2 separate regions of the Mus musculus genome follow, and region 1 is linked to region 2. Evidence: chromatin contacts called from public HiChIP or PLAC-seq data. All regions are on one chromosome and are shown on one strand. Each heading gives the region's core, a stretch centred on a gene start, on an enhancer-like site or on the middle of the called end of the contact. The rest is flanking DNA. Distances are from core to core; before and after follow the strand shown.

Region 1 (6,017 bases), core at 803-3,302, 170 kb before region 2:
CTCCGTGCTCCCCTGTGGTTGTCTCCGTGCTCCCCTGTGGTTGTCCCTGTGCTCCTCTATGGTTGTCTCTGTACTCCTCTATGATTGTCCCCATGCTCCTTGAATAGAGGGTTTGGGTGTGTATGTGTGTGTTTAATATCTAGGTATTAAATAGTAGCTTCTGTGTTCAAATTCATTGAATGGAGAAGAAAAAGAAAAGCACACAATGGTCTACTCAAATCTCACAAAATGGCTTCTTAAAACCATGCAATTAAAAGTTTTTTAAAAAAACAAAAAACAAAAAACAAAAAATCAAATGTATTTCTGCAGTGTTATGTCATCAATTACCCCAAAGAGTAGCTGCTCTCGCTAATCTCTTGGCTCCTGACACGTAGACACATAAATATCTATGACAAGAGGACCACTGTTTGCAAGTGAGATTGCAAAATAGGAAGCAGCAGATGTTGGAAAGGAAATCTTTCAAGACAGAGTGACCAGGCTCTCTCGCTTAGGCTTTGTTCAAGGTCACGGGCATAAGATGCCGCTCTAGAAGATGGAGCATGGTCATGTGGGTGGGGGAGGGCACTTCTGCGGACCGGGAAGGAGATGGTATCACTTCAACAGATCATTAGGCAGTAACTGAGTAGAGGAAGCCGACAGTTACAGGAAAAAAAAATATTTGCTGATCACGGAGGACAAAACTGAGCTCCTGTTTGGCAAATCAGACTTCTTTATATTTTGTTCATCGATCCATGAATGTAGTTCACTATGAAAGTACATTTCTTTCCTTTTCAAAACACTATTTTCAGTGTCCTCTGTCTACGATCATCCATGAATGTATCCATTTGCATGATTTAAGTACCTTGTGTATCTGTGGCAATTTTTTTTTAAAGATTTATTTATTATTTTATGTAAATACACTGTAGCTGTCTTCACACACTCCAGAAGAGGGAGTCAGATCTCGTTATGGATGGTTGTGAGCCACCATGTGGTTGCTGGGATTTGAACTCTGGACCTTCGGAAGAGCAGTCGGGTGCTCTTACCCACTGAGCCATCTCACCAGCCCATCTGTGGCAATTTTTAATGTTTTTGTTTTATTTTATGTGTATGGGTATTTTGTCTGAGTACCTTGTGTGTGTCTGCCAGAAGAGGGTAGGTTGTCAAAGTCTCCAGAATTGGAGTTATATATATGGTTGTGAGTCAACCTGTGGGTGCTGGGAATTGAACCTGGGTCCTCTGAACAAAGAGCAAATGCTCTTAACTCTTGAGCCATCTTTCTATCCCGGAAAACAAAATCTTAAAGAGTGAATTCAGTAAAGACATATGTGACTCTTTTCTGAATAAACTATACTTGATATGCTACCATGCCAACCTATTTTGTGAAGAGAATCAGTTTATACACAAGCATTTTCCTAATTCCACCATGCGACTTCAAGTACATTGGGACTAGATATTTATCTGTTCTCAGAATCTTGCAGCAAACATGGAGACTATGCTATATAAGGAAAAAGTAAGCATTTCTGAAATTACGTTAAGATACTATTTTAAAATAACCAGTATGGTGCACGTATGGAGGAAGTTAGCTGTTAGAAGTCACTTGTATTCTAGGACGTTAAAAAAAAAATAAGGAAAATGTTTGCTAGGAAATAAGATACAGATATTATACCTACTAGGTAAAAAAAAAATTCTGTAGAAAAATAATGAACATGAAGGGTTATGTGGAGAAGCAACGCTTACACACCCAACTAGATATATATGTGGAGTTTAGGGGAGAGGGCCGAGCTGAAGACTTAAAACAGGGGCCACGGGTGAAAGAGTCAAACTGTGGCTGTGGGTCAAGATCCCAAGAGAATGGTGAAGACAAGAGCAACCATAGACCATGGAGAGGAAAGAGATGGTGAATGTAGAGGACATAAACAATCTTGCCAGCTGTCCCTGATGACCAATCGTCTCCAGCCACGCCCCTGTTTACGCCTCTCTCCAGCCATGCCCAGCTCCTGACAACAGCCTGGCTCTTACTTTCATTAGTGTAGAGACTAGCCTCCCTATTGCGGTCGACGAGTAGGCACTCTGGCGGAGCAGGCAAATGAATCTAGAGAGAGTCCTGTGGGGGCCAGATCATTAAGTCACACTGAGTGACATCCCATTTGCCATCTGGAAAAGATAAAAGTTTTGTTGTGCAATTATCTTTATGGGACAAAGTGTTTCTGTTGGTTTACTAAAGCCGTTAAGCCAAAACAGGGCACCAGTGTAAGGCCTGGTCTCCCAAGTCGCCTGTACCATCCTCCTGTAGGATAAAATGAACATCTGGGAAGAGGGCTAACATGTGTCTCTGGTGAGTTTAAGATAACTGCTTTGGCTTCAAGGATCATTAGATTTCACAGATCTAATGTCTATGTATGTAATGTATGTATGTATGCATATATATTATATATATCACTGAAACTTCCTTTGCATGGGTCAGATGTTGAGAAAAGTCGGTTGTAATTTGGGATTCATGCAGAGGAAATGCCCTGGAAGCTTTCACGTGACTAGGTAAAGGCTATGTACCTTACTAGTCTCCCTGGCCCCTCTTATCCAGACTACTAGAGTTGGAGCCCCTACAGTGCGGGGAGAGCTTTTAAACCTTTTGTAAGCTGTAGCATCCCAGGGTGAATTGACTTGCCGCAGAAATTAATCTTGGGGCTGATTCTAGCTAAGCAGTTGTAGCGATCTAGCAGAAATGGCTCAGTCCTGCAAAACGGATGGCCAAATAAAACCTTCAGGTCTCTGGACGGGTAGCAGGCAGTGCAGATGCACCAGGGGAAGGACTGGTTTCCCACAGCATGGCTGTGCCATTTCAGAGCACTTGGAGAACACTGTACGGATGCAGTTAAACATTTATGACCGCATGCAGGTCCAGGCAGCGTGAGGGATTTTGTGCAAGTAGTGGCTGATGAGCACCCCAAATAGGAGTTCTTCAGATCTAAGGTATCCATGGTAACCAAGTAGGTTCCCTTTCCATTGTGCTTATTACTTTCCAACCTGCTAACCAGGCGTAGGCGCTGTGGGCTCCAGGACACCTAATTCCTGTAACACTCTAGAGAGTAAGTAAGTGCTTTTGGGGGGGGGGGTGAAGCAGACTTAAGTAAGGGGTTTTGAGAGATTTGCAGAATGCCACGTAGCAGCCAAGACAGTAATTTGGGGTCCAACTGTCAATTTATTTGAGTAGTGTTATGCAGGTAAAAATCACACAGGGAAAAAAAGAATTATGATTATTAAGAAAACAATGGTGGGTTTTTGTTTGTTGGTTTTGTTTTTGCTGGCTCTCTGAGGTCTTCTATTACCAACGTGGTTGTTCAGCTGTTTTATGAATAGCACAAGCTCACTGTTTTCATTTGGTGAACAGCACCAGCTTCGCTATTCAAGATCTTGCTCCCAACACAGGGAAATATTTAATACAGTAGGAAAAATGGTTTGAATTCAAGTAGCGTTAATGTTGCAGTGTGACTATAACCCTCTTTTTCCAAGAACATATTACAAATGAATTTTTGTGCTTCCATTTAGCCTACGTGCAATATAACCATTTGGGTTAAATCGCAGCCATAATAAATCGCATCATGAAGCATTTCATCTATATTTCTTAATGTTGTTCACAAGTGACTAGAAATATCTTGGTACCTTTTATGTACGGTAGCTCATTTACATATTTTTGACATTGTGAGAATGAACTTTTATACTATATGTGTAAAGTACTGTAATAATTAAGCGTATATATACCCTAAAGAAATTTACCCAAGGATATGCTATAAATATTGTCAGGGTTGAAGAAAAGGAGACCGGATCCATTATATCTGTTCTCTCTGGGACATTTGTATACCTATTTGAGGTTTGAAAATGAAGTAATTATTATCTTTCTCCACTTCTTCCCCCTCACGTGCTTCACCACAAACTTTAGGCAGCATTCACAATCCCCATTAATGTGAGCAGCCATATTTCCTGTAAGTAGTGATAATCTGTAAAATGGATGACATGAGCCTGAGGTGTAAACATATGTACATCCACACTGGTTGGCGTCACATGCCCTCAACCGGTTGAACCCACGTTGTATCTGGGGAGAGTAGAGAAGGAAGAGGAAGAGGGTGGGAGGAAAGGAATGAGATCTGGTGGGTTCTTTGGTTTCTAAATTGTGTAGAACAAAAACAGAACAGTTTGGATAGGAAGAGTCCTCCGCTGACCTAGCCCACTGGTTTACATCATGCCAGCTAAGCACTGGGTGACAGGTTCAAGGGCCCGCCCTTTTTGTTGACTGACATTTCTCAAGGTAGCCAATGACATGGACCTGTCCTGTTTCTGTAATGAACAAAGATAGGTCAAACCCACTGTAGCTCTGAGCGGTTCCTTTCTTCACGGTTCGCTCAGGCAAGAACACCTTTGCTCCTGGATAGACACACGGACAGCCTTGTCAGGAAAGGGAACTTTTAGGAACTTAATCTGTGAGGGAGAGAGCCGGGACATACTTGGAGTGGCATCTGAGCAGATGTCCTCAGCATTGGCCACCAAGACTTCGCTTAGTAAGTATGTATAGTGTTAGAGCCACAAAAGTAACAACTGTGCAAAGAAGGACGTGAGGGACCAAGAAGCTGGAAAGCCCGTCCCCCTGATGCTGAGAAACTAGTTGGATCATGCACACACACACACAAAAAACACTGCTGCCAAGTTCAAACAATAGAAAAGTGGAGGACCTAAGTCTTGTGGGGACACAGAGTCGAGGTGAGAGCCATTAGTTGGCCAGGAAGGATGGCTGGAGAAGTTTGGGTGGGATTCTGAAAAAAATTAAAAGATGGGAATCAATATATTTAACCTTTCACCTGTAAGGCAAAGAGCCCCTGGAGAGCTAGCATGCAGTCTCCCTGTCTCACATGTCCCTGCAATTCCCTTTGTGCCTGTTAGACTGTCCGTAGCAGAACTCAGCAAATGCTCGAACGACTAGCTTTAGGTACCATGTTGCTGAAAAGACAAAACTTTGCTTCCCAATCTGCCGCTGACCATGACACCCAAGGAGAGCAGATGTCAGGAACACTGTGTTAGTCTCTCTCTCTCTCTCTCTCTCTCTCTCTCTCTCTCTCTCTCTCTCTCTCTCTGCCCTGTGTGGGGTTGCTCACAAAGGAATCTTTGCATCTGAGAAGGGACAGACAGTCACCTCCTGTGGCTGACCCCCACAAAGAGAGGGGGAGAAATCTACTAAACCGCTCCTGGAAATGCAATTGCAGAATCCTTTGAGCCCCAAGCCTCCTTTTTCACTGGGAGGACAGATAAGTGCCCGGTCTTGCGGTGTCGTGTTTCTGACTCCTTTGTTTTGCCTTCAGATTTAAAAAAAAAAAAAATGCCAATTTCATTTGTCCTTCAAGTCGGGAGCATGTCAAAGAGTCCCTCTGAGTGGTAGGTGGCTTTCCGGAGCACACGGGAAAGAAAGCCGAGTCTCATTCTGGCAGCTGTCCAGTGAGGATGGAGAGGGGTCAAGTTACTTCCAGTGTCTGAACACGAAAAGGCAAAGAGAGCGCTGAGGTGATACACTACATACACCCTCTGGGCCCAAAGTCCCATTTACCTCAGAGATGGAGAAAAGGCGAGATGTGAGTTTATTTTTTCTAGATACTATACAGGCCATCGCTCTCTTCTCCATGGTTCTTGTCCAGTTTTGGGACATCGCAAAAGATGGCTAAAGAACCAAGGATGAGCTGTCAGAATAACCTAGACCATATCTATTTCTATCTATCAAACACTGAAGTCTCCACTAGATCCGAAGAGAATGCTCACGTCAGTGCTAGTGAGTTGCCAGTTCAGTGACTGCCTTTACTGGTTCATAATTCGGCTTTGTTCTCATTGTTGAGTTAAAAAGAAATCACCATTTTATCTAGGCTAACCTTGAACTTGTAACCACCCAGACTTTGGCCTCCAGAGCTGAGTAGCCACCATGCACGGCTGTTATGAACCGTGGCATTTTGCGGTGGAAACTAAATTAAGAGTTGTGCCAGTGTCACAGATTCCCTGGTACT
Region 2 (5,895 bases), core at 2,528-5,027:
ATGGCTCTTTGGGACAGACTCAGATAAAACAGAACTGTTTGGGCTTATCCTTTTTTCCTTTGCAAGTTTTGAAGCAATCTCATTGTTCTAACTATACGCAAAAGTCTCCACTTCAGCAAATTAAATATTAGCTCTAATAACACACACAAACACACAAAGACATGAGAAGGAGCTACAGTTGAAATTCACTGTAAATGTTCTTGGTCCATAGACCTTACAGCAGGAAGAATCCAGTTGCAAGGGGATGCTCTCATTCTCCTCTGGTCCTCTCATTCTTTCCCAGCGAACCACTGTGTTGTCTGATAGCATCCCTACTTTTTCTTGCCAATGGGGCAATGTTGAATTTTCGCAGAAGTGTAGCAAGGCTAGAAATGGAATATTCTAGAATACTCTAGAATATCGGCTTCATGTTCATGGGTTTCTAAAGTCATACAGTGCTTCTCCCAGTCGCCCTCTCATCAAAGTAATAGCTTTGTGCAGTCTGTGGCCATACCACCCTGAAGGCGCCCAAAGGAGGACAAAGACCAGATAAGAAGATTGATCCAGCCACCTTCTGACCCACTATTGCCCCGAGGAAGCCTAAAATCCATTCCCTCCTTACATCTTAAAATGGAAGTGTTTTCCACTGAGTGCCCTTATAGGCCAGCCTCCTGGTGAACAGAGATTCACAGGACTTTCACACTGAACAAACAGAGCTCAGGCTACAATGGAAACCTTAAGCCTTACCCTTCTACTCAGTAGCATCCTGTCACTTTTCCTGCACAAAGCTTTGGCTCTTCTGGGAGGAGCACTTCCGAGTAAGACTTTATTGATAAAAGTCTACTGACACAAGGCAATCTGAACTGGCAAGGAACTCAAACTCGGCAGTTTAAGGAGGTGTCTGGAAACGAATGGCCTCACTTTTGAATGCTCCGTTCTCAGGATTTACACTGGGGACTATCAAACTTCCAGAACACTTAATACACAGGGAAAGGGGGCACTTGCTACCTCACAAGGACTGGCCACTAGATAGGGAACAAGAGAAATCCTAGTCTTCCTGGACAGGAATTTAAAGGTATAATTCAAAAGGATATTTCATGGGGACACAGAAAGGGCCTTTATTAATAATATTATTGTTCAAAGAAACCTTTCTTTGGCACCACAAAATTAAAGGATTTTGAAACTTTGTCTTTTTTTTTTCCATCTTTCCCAAAGGAGGAAATTGTAAAGGCTGTCCTTTGAAAAATAATATAGCAAAACCCAACTTTATTCCCCCAATCTCTTACGAACACTGCAGCTGGCCATGATCTATTTAGCATAACAGGAAAATAACGCATTCGTACCAAGCTGACTCGAAAGGCTTTATAAAACAGCAAAAGCTAGTGACTTGATTGATTATGTTCAAGTGTTTACATAAAAGTGTCCTATTTTGACATCAGTCATACAGCACCACATCTGGAACTTCTAATTAAATTGTGTGAAAAAAAATAGACTACATATTTTATTCGGTCACAATAGTATGGCTAATGAGAAGTACAAACGTATCTGTCATGCCCAGAGCCTGGGATCTGCAGTTGTGGTATGTGTCCGCTAAAATCCCCAGATTTGGATTCTGCAAAGTTTTCATGGCCTCCAACACATGTTTTGTCTGAACAAAGACTGAGAGATGGGGGCCCCACTTCTGTGAGTCTACTGGTATTATTTTTCTTATTTTGATTTAAACCTCTCCAAGCGCCTCTGAGTAAGCTACAAAGTCACGAGAGTTAGAGTAAACTTGTCTTAAGGAATTGGTGTTCGGGGCCCAGGTAAAGGACTCTTGTTTTCTTAAGCTTTGTTTTTGCAGATGAGGACATAACTGCAGGAACTTTAATAAGGAAAGAGGGAGCGAAACCCTATTCCTCACTCAGAACAGGAGCTCATTTCTATCTTCCTGGAAGTGCAGAACCCATGCCCACCTTACAAACAGGCCTGGAGTGCTGATTTAAAACGCTGTCTTTTTTTTTTCCCCCTTCCAAAATTAAGATGAAATATTTTACATAAAGCCAAATAAAGAAGAAAATGGTCTGGCCTGTTAGGGCGTACTTACTTCACTTTTAATATAGACAAATAATCCTTCAAAATTGTCCTTTTTATTTTTTTAAGTTAAATTATGTCCACCCCATGTGCAGATTCAATTTACCCACTAAGTACACAGCTCAGTCTCCCCTCTCAGAGAACCATTCATTTGCCTAAGAAGGTGGGGGAGACCCTGCTGTATTTTCTTAAAGAGATTCCTAACATTTTCCCCCTCCTCCCTCTCGCCTTAAAGACTACTCTGAGAAACTTTGTCCAGCAGTAAAAGGAAAATGGGTTCAAACAAGCTTCAGGAAATTTGGGTAGTAAAACATAAGTTATAAAGTCTATGTTGAGGGCAAAATAAATGGGGCTCTTTTAAATGGGTTAAGTGTCAGCCATGAGACGGAAATGACTTCCTATAGAGTCAGCCATCCCTCCTACTCTCGAGGCAAACGGTGCTGCAAAAGGCTCTCAGGCAGTAAAGGGATACACTGGTCCATGCTGCTGAGCATGCGTCTGGGATGCACACTTATTTACCACACACCACATCTGTCTGGGATGCACACTTATTTACCACACACCACATCTGTCTGGGATGCACACTTATTTACCACTCGCCACATGTGTCTGGGATGCACACTTATTTACTCCGCACCACATGTGTCTGGGATGCACTCTTATTTACCACACACCACATCTGTCTGGGATGCACACTTATTTACCACACACCACATCTGTCTGGGATGCACACTTATTTACCACACACCACATCTGTCTGGGATGCACACTTATTTACTGTGTACTATGTTCAATTTAAGGAAAATAAATGTGAAGGCAGCAACCATGAAGGACAGAGGGCATGGGTTTTCTGTAATTGCAAGGAGACTTGGGTAATGCTGTGTGCATGTTTGATTTAAAATGTTAAAATATTAACAGAAGTTTTCTATAGCAGAGTGTTCCTATCACAGTGAAGTGACTCATAAGAATGCTAAATTCAAACCAGATGGGCACAAACATTACTGGGCGAAAAAAAAAATCATATATTTGGGAGTCAGCGTGGGTCGTCATAAAAATGAAGACCTTGTCGGAGTTCCTGAAGATTGAACTTGCAGAAGTGAAAAGGGAAACAAGGGGAGAGATATTCTCGACTTCCTCTGCGTTAGACAGGCCACCGTCAATTAGAAGAGCTAACATTTATAAAACTTTAGATTGCCGTTTTAATTCATAAAAGATGACTGTTACAGTCCAGAGAGCTCAGATGTGCCAGAGCCCAGGATTCATTAGTTCAGCCGCATGCCACCCTAATAGTGCCCAAGACTCATCTTACTTCCTTCCCGCCCTAAGTCACCCTCATTGAAGATCTATGTGGTATAGAAACTTCCAGCCTGGCCTTTAGTATTCTCCCAGCAAACCACAGAGGAAAATTCCCATTGCAGGGTCAGACACCCAACCAAATCTCTGCTCTCTTAGTTTGTTTGTTTGTTTTTGTTTGTTTTGTTTTTCCCTCCGAGCTTTTCCCCGTTTTCAGATGATCTGCCCCATGTGCTGTGTTTAAATGCGTATGTACCCTACAAGAAGAAAAATATGTGGTCTCGGAATTAATACTTTTTTTTGACTTATAGGGAAATTCCAGTTGTGTTTAACTTGGACTGTGGGATCCGGGAGCTTTACAGAGAGGAGAAACGACGACGAGTGTGTTTTGAGCAGAAATGTGAATCAGGAGTTCCCCACTGTTTGGTTGCTGGAATCCCAGACAACACGGGGAGAAATGATAAGCGCATAATTTAGTCTGGCAGCCGTAGCACTCAGCCTGCGAGCTTGTCAGGTTCTGACTAGGGATGAGAGACCTCCCAGGGACAAGAAGGTACTTCAGGAAACGGTGTTTCTGATTCCGTAGGTGGCCTCTTTCTCCCTGGGTCCCTGTGAATAAGATGCCCGCGTGGTGTTAGGGGGCACTGTGCTCAACTGTGCTGTTTACCTTTCTGAAGAAACCTAAAACCACAGACCTAACCATTTGTGGCCACCGGAGATCTTACAGCGGACTCTCTAAGGCCAGTTGTGTTAACTCCAGAATGCTGGCCCGAGTCCAGCTCAAGTAATTACATTCTGCTCCCCTCAAACTCCCCCTGTAGTTTCCACTGAATCCGATAGTCTGGACCCTCCATCAAGCAGCCTGGCCGGCTCGGTGGTGGTTAGCATTCCACAGAGAGGCAGCCTGTAAGTCCAAGCTGGAAGAAATGAGTGTTCCATCCCCACCAAGCTGCGGCAAATTGGAATTAGCTAGTGTTCATGAAAGCCTCGGGAAACCCGTTTTTTTGAGTGTGTTCACAATCAAAGCTACCTCCTTTGCCCTAGGGAGCCACCTCTGCGAGTGTCGCTTTAACGAAAACGAGTATAGAGATCCTGGGAGGGCAGAGTAGAGTCCTACTCACCTCTGACCTGGAAATACCCTATCTGGGGCAGGGCCAGCAGGGGAGGTGAGTTGAGAAAGCACCGCTCTAACTGTAACAAAGCTCAGAGGCCAGAGAAAAGGAGAAGGGTCTGCGAATGACGTCATATTACGAAGGAATAAAGGATCTTGGGAGGTTTAGCTAAAAGGGGAGAGAGAGGGGCGGGGGGGGGGGGGAGAAAAGAAAGAAGAGGGAGGGGAAAGGAGCAAAGAAAGAAAAAGAAGAAGGAAGGAAGGCAGGTAGGCAGGCAGGCGAGAAGTTAAAATAATTATAAAGAACAAAAGGGGGAAGTAGGAGGGAGGAAAGGGCGAAGAGTGGAGATGAGCAAAAGGGAAAGAGAGAAAGAAGAAACCAAGGGCAGGAGAGAGAGAGAGAGGGAGAGAGAGAGAGAGAGAGAGAGAGAGAGAGAGAGAGAAGGCAGGGAAGTAGAAGAAAAAGGAAGGAAGCTGATATTTAGTACACGGGGCTGATATTTAGATATACGGGGCAGAACCAGAACGAAGGAGGAGTAAGAAACCAGAGACACAGAGCAGAGCCTCCCTCCCTGCTCTGGCCTGCAGGGTCCTTCCTTTCTCACACACCACCTCCATGCATCTTAGCCACTCAGCTCAAAGCCTGACACCTAATGAAATTCATCCCATCAGGAGCCCACTCAGTGGCTCACTTACCGGTGGCACTAACCACACCAGCTCCACTGGCTGCCAATGGACAGATCTCATGGCTTCTGAAAGTCACATGCCATCAGCGAGTCTCTCGTATTGACCAGGACAGAAACCATTCTCTCTCTCAATGTATTTTATTTGATAGCGTTAAGCAAAGCTGATTCAACTCTTCAAACAGGTCATTTTCAATCGCTACTACTTATTAGCTGGGGGCAGCAGCAGACAGATCTATGAGTTAGAAGCTAGCCTGGTCTATCTATTGAGCTCCAGGAAGAAGAACTCTAAATACACTCTATAAAATGTAAATCGGTTTCTTTTGATGGTTTATTTATTTTTATTTTATGCGTACAAATGTTTTGCCTGAATGTTATCAAGGCATACCATGTGCATGCAGTACCCATGAAGACCAGAAGAGGGCACTAGATCACTACATCCTCTGTAGTTGCCATTACAGATACCTAAATTGTCATGTGATTGACAGGCATTGAAACCTCATCTGCTACCACAGCAAGTTCTCTTAACTGTTGAGCCATCCCTCCAGCCCAAAATATAGTTAAATTTTTCATCCACGTATTTGGGACCAGAGTGTTTCAGTTGTTTTTTTTTTTTTTTTTTTTTTTCAAATATTTGCGTATGCACCTGAGATATGTTGGGGATGGTCCCCAAGTCTAAATATAAAATTCTTTTCTTCCATATATACTTTATATGCATAGCTTGAGGGTAGTCTTATGTAGTGTTCTGGTACCCTT

The links. HiChIP or PLAC-seq counts read pairs in DNA pulled down with a chosen protein or histone mark.
Region 1: a contact with region 2 is called in an H3K4me3 HiChIP or PLAC-seq map of embryonic limb bud, with 4 times the contacts expected there. The contact joins two enhancer-like sites. A contact is called at or near these places in 10 of 39 promoter capture datasets (3T3-L1-derived adipocytes, cranial neural crest, embryonic stem cells and 7 more), 1 of 15 datasets of contacts at CTCF or cohesin (the NIH/3T3 cell line), 3 of 484 Hi-C or Micro-C datasets (the C3H10T1/2 cell line, brown adipocytes and reprogramming fibroblasts), 2 of 115 datasets of contacts at active chromatin or transcription factors (embryonic limb bud and embryonic stem cells) and 1 of 9 other capture datasets (embryonic stem cells).

Annotation. Positions count from the first base shown.
Region 1 is chr10:120,440,891-120,446,907 of GRCm38.p6, reverse strand. The region is part of intron 3 of Hmga2 (high mobility group AT-hook 2); the gene reads left to right. Among named protein-coding and RNA genes, the nearest start is that of Mir763, 4.2 kb to the left of the region's middle. Within about 2 kb of position 2,052, at least 6 of the 459 cell types and tissues checked have an H3K27ac peak or open chromatin away from gene starts, as enhancers often do. A contact at or near this core is called in embryonic limb bud, where this site is marked.
Region 2 is chr10:120,270,678-120,276,572 of GRCm38.p6, reverse strand. No RefSeq gene overlaps it. Among named protein-coding and RNA genes, the nearest start is that of Llph, 47 kb to the right of the region's middle. Within about 2 kb of position 3,777, at least 69 of the 459 cell types and tissues checked have an H3K27ac peak or open chromatin away from gene starts, as enhancers often do. A contact at or near this core is called in embryonic limb bud, where this site is marked.